Regions from separate parts of the Mus musculus genome. Here all the other regions are linked to region 2. The links are chromatin contacts, called in public Hi-C maps. All regions are on one chromosome and are shown on one strand. Each heading gives the region's core, a stretch centred on a gene start, on an enhancer-like site or on the middle of the called end of the contact. The rest is flanking DNA. Distances are from core to core; before and after follow the strand shown. Region 1 has its middle 12 kb from the start of Gm39471. Region 2 has its middle 11 kb from the start of Gm31781. Region 3 overlaps Gm39472 (a long non-coding RNA gene).

The links. Hi-C and Micro-C count contacts between places; a contact is called where the count stands out from the background.
Region 1: a Hi-C map of cerebral cortex shows a contact between it and region 2, with 4 times the contacts expected there. The contact joins two enhancer-like sites. A contact is called at or near these places in 5 of 15 datasets of contacts at CTCF or cohesin (the NIH/3T3 cell line, embryonic stem cells, hippocampal excitatory neurons and 1 more), 96 of 484 Hi-C or Micro-C datasets (the AtT-20 cell line, B cells, the Ba/F3 cell line and 42 more), 11 of 115 datasets of contacts at active chromatin or transcription factors (PVALB interneurons, astrocytes, embryonic basal ganglia and 2 more) and 1 of 9 other capture datasets (embryonic stem cells).
Region 3: a Hi-C map of cortical neurons shows a contact between it and region 2, with 2.0 times the contacts expected there. The contact joins two enhancer-like sites. A contact is called at or near these places in 2 of 39 promoter capture datasets (both in liver), 10 of 484 Hi-C or Micro-C datasets (CD4 T cells, DN2 thymocytes, DN3 thymocytes and 7 more) and 7 of 115 datasets of contacts at active chromatin or transcription factors (a beta-TC-6 cell line, embryonic basal ganglia, embryonic limb bud and 3 more).

What each region holds. Positions count from the first base shown.
Region 1 is chr11:114,471,472-114,474,171 of GRCm38.p6, forward strand. No RefSeq gene overlaps it. Among named protein-coding and RNA genes, the nearest start is that of Gm39471, 12 kb to the right of the region's middle. Within about 2 kb of position 1,405, at least 32 of the 459 cell types and tissues checked have an H3K27ac peak or open chromatin away from gene starts, as enhancers often do. A contact at or near this core is called in cerebral cortex and ganglionic eminence, where this site is marked.
Region 2 is chr11:114,635,871-114,638,570 of GRCm38.p6, forward strand. No RefSeq gene overlaps it. Among named protein-coding and RNA genes, the nearest start is that of Gm31781, 11 kb to the left of the region's middle. Within about 2 kb of position 1,426, at least 30 of the 459 cell types and tissues checked have an H3K27ac peak or open chromatin away from gene starts, as enhancers often do. A contact at or near this core is called in cerebral cortex, cortical neurons and ganglionic eminence, where this site is marked.
Region 3 is chr11:114,498,587-114,501,286 of GRCm38.p6, forward strand. All of the region lies in intron 1 of Gm39472 (a long non-coding RNA gene), which reads left to right. Among named protein-coding and RNA genes, the nearest start is that of Gm39472, 11 kb to the left of the region's middle. Within about 2 kb of position 1,310, at least 5 of the 459 cell types and tissues checked have an H3K27ac peak or open chromatin away from gene starts, as enhancers often do. A contact at or near this core is called in cortical neurons, where this site is marked.

The DNA.
Region 1 (2,700 bases), core at 155-2,654, 160 kb before region 2:
ATCAAAATGAGCATCTCAAAACAAACAAAACAAAACAAAACAAAACAAAACAAAACAAAACAAAAACTGGATTTCTAAGACAAGTATCTTGTTTAACATAAGTATATCCCAATGGGACACACTAATGAAAATTATTCATTGTCTGAAATTCCAATTAAACTTGGCGTTCTGTGTTCTTAGCTGGCCACCCTGGGATGACTCCCCACTGAGGTCCACCCTCCCTGACATCCTTAGAGGGAGATGGGTCAGGAAGATACTGAAGTGTCTGTGTGCCACCCTCCAAGGGGTCCAAATGTAGACGAAATCCTTTACCAGTGCTGGGAATCAAACTACTCCCAAACTTGGTGGCTTAAAGTGGCCGTTTGGTTATACTTGGAGTGTTCTGGTTTGGTTTCTCTGCTGCTCTGAGAAACACCGTGACCAAAAGCAGCTTTGCAAGGACTGTGTTTACTTGACTTACACTGCTGCCCTACAGCCCCTCACTGAGGGGAGTGAGGGCAGGAACCTGGAGGCAGGAACTGAAGCAGAGACTTCAAGAACACTGTTCGATGGCTGGCTCTGGGCTCACACTCAACTATATATTTTTATACTACCCAGGAGCTCAGCAGTGGCCCCACCTTTAATGGACTTGGCTCTGCCATGTGTTATCATCAATCCAGAAAATGCCCTCACGGGTGTGCCAACTGTGAGCCCAAAGAAGCCGCTCCTCCCTCACCTCTGCCAGGTGTTTTGTCCCAGCAACACAGAAAGACACCCATCTGCTCAGTGGCATAGACCCTGTGGATGTGTTTGTAACCATTGGCAGTAAAGGAGAAAAGTACTAGAAGGAGCTAGGCTTAGGGTACAGGCTCGCCCTGAGGTTATGGAGGTGACAATGAAGGGGCCCTGGAGGAGGCCCTGTTGAAGCTCAGAGAGCAAAGGTAGATTCAACATGAGTCCTAGATGTGAGGATGGGCAGAGCTCAGCCAAAGGTCCCCTACATATTCAGGGCTTAGTTCTGAAGGATTCCGCGACTCCTGGTGAGAGGAAACAGCGAGGGGTGGGAGCGCTCAGAAGCCATCGGAAATGCTCCGGGCTGTGGAAGGTTTGCATCGTGCTTCATCAAAATTGTCTGCCGCCGCCACCGCAATTGCGTGTGACTGGCACCATCTGCGTTGATCCGGCTCACAGTCCCCCAGGCTCCCTCTCCACTCCCACCCATCTGCACAACAGCATCCTGGCATGCCCCATCTCCACTGGAGAACAATAACATCTGCCTACAGCGAAGCCCCGCCTCCTAGTGCTGCCAAAACAGGATTTGGGACGGAGTTCACAAACCCCAAAATGGCCTTGATTTGAGGCCAGAGGGTACACGTGGGAACCTCTAGAGAGTCCAGATTGTGGTCAAAGTAGAGGGGAGGGGAAGAGGAGGAGCCAAAGGGCGGTGGAAGGTCCCCAGCTGTATAGGGCGCATCCCATTCTCTCTGGTCCTACCTCTACTTTGATAGAAATGGATCAACCTTGACTCTGGGCCTTTTTGCCTGGGGTGGGGGTGGGGCCCTTGGGATGCTCCTCCCCTACACCTGCCTGTGGGAAGCCAGCAGGCCAGCAAGCCCCGCTGTTGTTTGCTGCGGTGAGAGGCAGGAGCCGCATGAAGAGCATGCCTTTTGAAGCTGCAGTTAATTGGATTTTACCGCATTTCTCTCTTCTGCCCTGTCCTTAATAAATGGCAGGAAGGAGAGGAGGCAAGAGACAGCTGATCACAGCTGGGAAGGAAGGTTATGACGGTGGCCTCTTTGGGCAAAGTAATCAATGCTGAGCCTCCCCGAACGTTCAGACTGCCCTGTAAGGGCTCAAACAACACTGAGCCCTCAAAGAGGGCACTGACAGGCTAGCTGCCTCTATTACTAGGGTTTTTTTTTTTTTTATTCCTGGAAAGATGTCATCTCACCATTGCCTACACAACCGTGTGTGCGTGTGTGTGTGTGTGTGTGTGTGTGTGTGTGATGTGTGCACACACATCCACAGGCATTCACACCTGGGATGCTCTATGCTCTATGCAGGCCTACTACCTGCCCACAGTCCTGGGTGTGCAGGACTCAATCTGCCATCTTTGTTCTGGTTTGGATGGAGTTCTACCCCCAGCAGCCGCGCCCCACGAGGTCATGGATAGCACCTGACTGTCTTGCCATGGTTTGAATCGGAAATGTCCCTCTCATGAGCTTGGTGCCAATGCTTTGGGGGCTGTGGGATTTCTGGGGATAAGGCCTGGCTGACAGACATAGGTCACTAAGGGTGGGCCAGCCCTAGTTCTGGTCTAATCTCTGCTTCCTGGTTAGCTGAGATATGAAAAGCCCATAACTCACTTTCCTGAGGCCACAGGTAGTTTGTGTCTCCTTCTCCCCCCCCCCCATCCCTCCCCATGATGGACTGAGCCCCTTTGAAACTGTGAGCCAAAATTAATCTTTCCCCAATTAAATTGCATTATTCAGGCACTTTGTCACAGTAACACAAAAGTAGGTCGCAAGCCCTTAAGGGGGGTCTATTGTTGTTTTACTAAGCGGACCTGTCAAATTTACTAAACAGTTCCTGTCACATTACCTTCTAAATATTTGTGGGTGTGCTGGTAACTCCATTCTGCCTTCTGCCTCGGTCAGAGAGGCTGCCTTCTGCAGTGGGTGGTTTGGTGACTACTGAGACTCAAAACTAGTCAAAAGTGTT
Region 2 (2,700 bases), core at 176-2,675:
ATTCCTAACTCTTGCACTGAAGAGCCGGGAGGAAAGTAAGTGTTGGGGTGTGGGGTGGGGATTGGGCTCTGTTCCTCATCCTCTGATGAGTATACTGGGGGCCTCCATCATTCTTCTTACTCCAATGTCCCTCTTCTGCCTCCATCTCTACAACCTCCATTTGGTACATTTTCTGGGAGCCTCTGGAACACACAAAGCTCTACCAGGAGTGAAGCTTGGGGCACACGGAAGTGTTCCAGGGTGTCGATGTGGCCCATGCTGTGATGCTATGTGAGGTGGGTTCTCCCCAGCTTTTGGCTGTCTTTCTCCTCTCCCCTCCCTCCACATCTGACATTGTCTTTCCTTTCTCTCAGCCAGGAAGCAAAAAGGCTCCTAAAGCCTGATTGCCCAGCTCCACCCTCTCCTTGCTGACAATGTCACGTACACACACACACACACACACACACACACACACACAGTTGTCTGCAGTTGGACTGGATGGAGGTAATGTGGTTCTGAACTCCAGGGATCCTCAGACGACTCACTACATAAAATATACGGAAACTCTTAAATAGACAGTGGCATCCACACTCACCCCGCAGGCACTTACCACCAGTTAGAACTTCCCTTGCAAGAGGCCATCCCCAGCTCCGTCTGTTAAGAAACACTGACATCTAGTGGCTGAATGTGGGACCTGCAGCAACGACTTGCCTTCCAAGAATAGGGTCCGTGGCTGCAAGAGCTGACCCCTCCCATGCCTCAGGACTTTCTAAACAGCAAAGAAACCCCAGCCCCAGCCCCCACCTCATGCTTCTCTTTGATGTTTTCATCCCTCCCCCTTCTGAAAAGCCCCCAGGCTCCCCAAGTACTATGAGAGTCACGAACCCCTGTTAAAATGGTCACGTATGCCTGGTTCTTGCTAAATGTATCCCAGAAGCTTACCGTTGAAAAGAGAGATGTCATAAATGAAACAGGCCGTGGATAATCCACAAAGTGAGTCATTAGGTGCTGAGTTTAAGCCCATGTGCCAGAAGCCACGCAGCGCTTCCAGCTCAGCACCACCGAGGGGGCGGGGGGGGGGGGGGAAGCAGACAGTAAAGTGAGCAAGGCTGTTTTCCCCACCAGCTGCCAATCATCCATCTGACAGCCTTGCAGGCATGTGGACCACAGCTGCTTACTCAGCGCTCCAGGTGCCAGGCAAAGCACTGGGCAATCAACAGTGTACAGTGCGTGTGCGTGTGTGTGTGTGTGCGTGTGCGTGTGTGTGTGCGTGTGCGTGTGCGTGTGCGTGTGCGTGTGTGTGTGCGTGCGCGCGCGCACGCGCGTGTACGTGTGTGTGCGTGCTCGTGTGTATGTGTGTACGTGTGTGCCTGTGTATCTGTGTGCTGGGGAAGGCTGCACAAAAGGAAGGATGTGCACAGCGTGAGTCACTGGCAGACATAAGCAAGTGAACCATAAAATAATCTAAATTCATTTATTCAACAAATGCTTCCAAGCACCTGCTGTGTAAGCGTGAGGAGCTGCCTCCCTCGCTGCATTGGGCTTCCTTCCACCCTCCCGCCCAGCATCTCCGGAGCAAAGTCCACCTCTTGAGCCTCCTTGCCTCCAACTGACCTACATTACCTCAATATTGTCTTTTCTCTACACAGCCCTACAACCCTGGGACCCAGCACACAGGAGGGGCCTGGTGTGTGCTTATTGGAGACATTAATCTAGTACAGTACCTACCCAGAGTGGAAACTCTTCGAAGAATGTTCCCCATGGCTGGACACCCCAGCCCTCCTCATACACGCCCACTGATGGGCGCTCATCATTCCCTAGATGGTTAGCCAGACCTGGCCTCTGAGGCAAGAAACACAAGCACACGTTGGATTTCCCTTCATGGCTCTTCAGGTTCCCCGCCCCCTCCCATCCTTCTGCTCCTATCTGCCCACTGCAATGACCACAGATGACCTCTTCCTACACCCCAACTACCAGCTTGCTTTCTTGTTAATTTTGGTTTTGGTTTCGTTCGGTTTCAAGTCAAGGTCTCTCACCATATAGCCTTGGCTGTCCTGGAACTCACTATGTAAACTAGGCTGGCCTTGAACTCACAGAGATCTCCCTGCCTCTGTGCTGGAATTAAAGGCATGCACCACTACATCCAGCCCCAGTTTCTTTCTTGAGGCAGTAGGGGAGGTGGCCACAGACCCTACAGCGAGACCCTACAGCAAGATCCCTCAAGGCTCTCTGCTCACTGGAGTGATGTCGCCCCACCTCCCAGTCCCCTTTTGCTTCAACTCTCCTGGGAAATATCCAAAGCCCTAGGGTGAGTCTGCCTGGCCAGCTCAGACCCCATTCCCCTCAGAGCCACTCCTACAGCCTGGGACGACACATGTGATTGTTCAGAGAGGTTACACGTCTTACCCTGTGGCCAGGGGGACAGGAGAAAACCCACTACAATTACCAGCCCACCTGCCTCATGTGGACTGGGGGAGGGATAGTTTCCCAACGGAGAGAGGGTATGTGACCAGGAAGAGAGGAAAGATGTAGAAGGGAGCAGGTGACTGTGTCCCCCAAAATGCATGTTCACTCAGATCCTCAGATGAACTCCCATTTGAGAGGAGAGTTTGTGGGTGTTCTGTGGATATGGGGCAAGAGGAGCTCGTCTCGAGTCAGTGTGGCACTAGATCCAGCCACAGTCCTTATATCAGGGCAGCGGGAGGGAAGGTGGCCATGTTT
Region 3 (2,700 bases), core at 60-2,559, 140 kb before region 2:
ACGAGGCCATACCTCCTAATAGTGCCGCTGCCTATGGCCAAGCATTCAAACACATGACTCTATGGGGGCCATTCCTATTCAAACCACCACACCTCATGTTCCCCCTTTTATGTGGTATGTGACCCCAGCCCATGGCAGGGGTCACATTTAGACTGAATCTCTCACCTCAGTTAATCTAATCTAGATAAGCGCTTGCAGGCAACACCTAACAGACTCTTGTCTCATGGGTGATTTCAAATCCAGTCAATTTAATATTAACCACCACAGAGACACAACTCAATTGCTCTACATACAACTGGACCGAAGAGCCTGGTCTGAATCAAAGACACTTTTCTCCCCACTGCAAAATGGATCCAAAGTCCTGGGCTCAGACACCACACCAGGCTTTGGCCTTCAGTGAAATCAACAACAATGAAGCTGGTGAGAAATGAGGACTCCAAAGTCAATGTCAAGACCCCAGCATGTGCTGGGGCATTCCAGAGCAGGGGTGGACAGGAAGCAAGACATAAAGGGACAATCAGATGGACTACAGGCACTGGGCTCCTAGATCGCATCTCTGCTGCCAGCTGCTGTTCCCATCCGAAGTTTGGGAGTCTATCGCCAGCCACCTCCTTACCCCCGGGAAGACAGAAGCAATGAGCTGCACTGAAGACAGAGGCACCAAATGTCAGCACAGCCAGTGATGGTAAAAGCATCCCCTGGAGGGATTCCAGGAGATGAGTCCCCGAGGTGGTTCAAACCAAGACATGACAAAATAAATAAGTATAAATACATTGTGTGACATCTGTGATGACGATCAAGATGCCAGGACCTGTCTGCAGACTTCCAAGGCTCTCCTTCCTGACCAGGCCTGGAGGCTCATCCCTGAAGGAGCATGCCCTCCCTAAAGAAGCGTCTTTTCCATCCATCCCTTCCTAGGGGATGAGGGACAGGCACGCTCCAGCAGAGATCGTCCTGGGCCTGGCCACATCTGGCCCTAGCCGAAGCCGGAGGCTGCCCGGGACCATTTTTTTAATTCTTTTGCAATCAGCATTTTCCTCTCTTCATTTGCTGGTTGAATAATACAGCCTGTAAGAAAAGGGCCCTCAGCACAATTCCGGTGCTCGTTTACAATGGAAATAGGAAAAACGGCGAAACACAGGCTGCAAAAAAAAAAAAAAATGCATTTAAAAGAAGATGATTCAATTGGATTTGGCAGCTCTGATATTCAGGACCAGAAGGAGAAAATCTGTCTATGATTTGAACATGTATAATTAAGATGAAAGCCTTAAGTACTGGGTGCATTTCTTAAGATGTCACCGGCTCTGTTGACTCCGGGCGCTCTGATCAGTAGTGCGGAGCGTTTATTTCTGAAATCTGAATAGCTACGAGTGAGTGAGATGCCTTTTATAAAGCCAGCGCCATGGAGCCCAGTCAAACCCTGATACCACACTGCTTATCAACCAGGGTGAAGGCAGCCAGGCTGAGGCGGGGCAAAGAGCCACATGAGGGCCAGCCCTGATCTCCCCTAAGCTGCCCTCATTCCCTAACCTTTGCAGGCAGAGTTGGTTCCTTCCTGTGTCTAAGTCAGGGTTTCTATTCCTGCACAAACATCATGACCAAGAGGCAAGTTGGGGAAGAAAGGGTTTATTCAGCTTACACTTCCACATTGCTGTTCATCACCAAAGGAAGTCAGGACTGGAACTCAAGCAGGTCAGGAAGCAGGAGTTGATGCAGAGGCCATGGAGGGATGTTCCTTACTAGCTTGCTTCCCTTGCCTTGCCTTGCTCAGCTTGCTTTCTTATAGAACCCAAGACTACCAGCCCAGGGATGGCTCCACCCACAATGGGCCCTCCCCGCTTGATCACTAATTGAGAAAATGCCTTACAGCTGGATCTTATGGAGGCTTTTCCTCAAAGGAGGCTCCTTTTTCTGTGAAAACTCCGGCCTGTGTCAAGTTGACACACAAAACCAGACAGTATACTGTGTGGCCTATTTGGATCTTCTTCTGGTGCCGGTGCACCTGCCAGGTCCCCGGGAACCAGTCAATGAGAGTAAAGGGCACGCTTGGCATATGGGATTGTGTACTTTCAAAGAGAAAGCCTGGCACAGTGGCCCCCTCGCTTTCATGATTTCACTTGCTGAGGTGTTAGGTACCCACAGACAACCTGGTCAAAGGATACAAAATCAGGGGCCTGGAGAGGTGGTTAAGAGCACATATAACTCTTTCAGGGGACCCAGTTTCGGTTCCCAGCACCCTTATAGTAGCTCGCAGTCATCTGTTGACTCCAGCATTAGGGGATCCAGTGCTCTCTTCTGGCCTCCACAACTACGAGGCAAGCACACAGAGCACAAAAATGCATGAAGGCAAAAACACTCATACACATAAAATAAAAATAAATTGATTAAAAAAACACTTAAAAAGATATGAAATGGAAAATTCCAGAAAGATTCCCCTTTATAAATTTGAAGTCGTGTGCTGTCTGATTGGCGTGGTAGAATCCCTCCCTGCCCTTCTCCATCTTGCCTGCCACAAGAGTCATCCCTTTTCAGGGTATCCACGCTGTATACGGTACCCTCCCATCATCACTGAGCAGCCATCTCAGCTGTTACGCTGACGCACTGTGGAAGTGCCACTGTGTTGTGCTCAAGTAAGCTTCACGCAGAAGCCTACTGCTACCCCACAATGCAAGCACCATCACTTTGAGTCACGGGCACTAT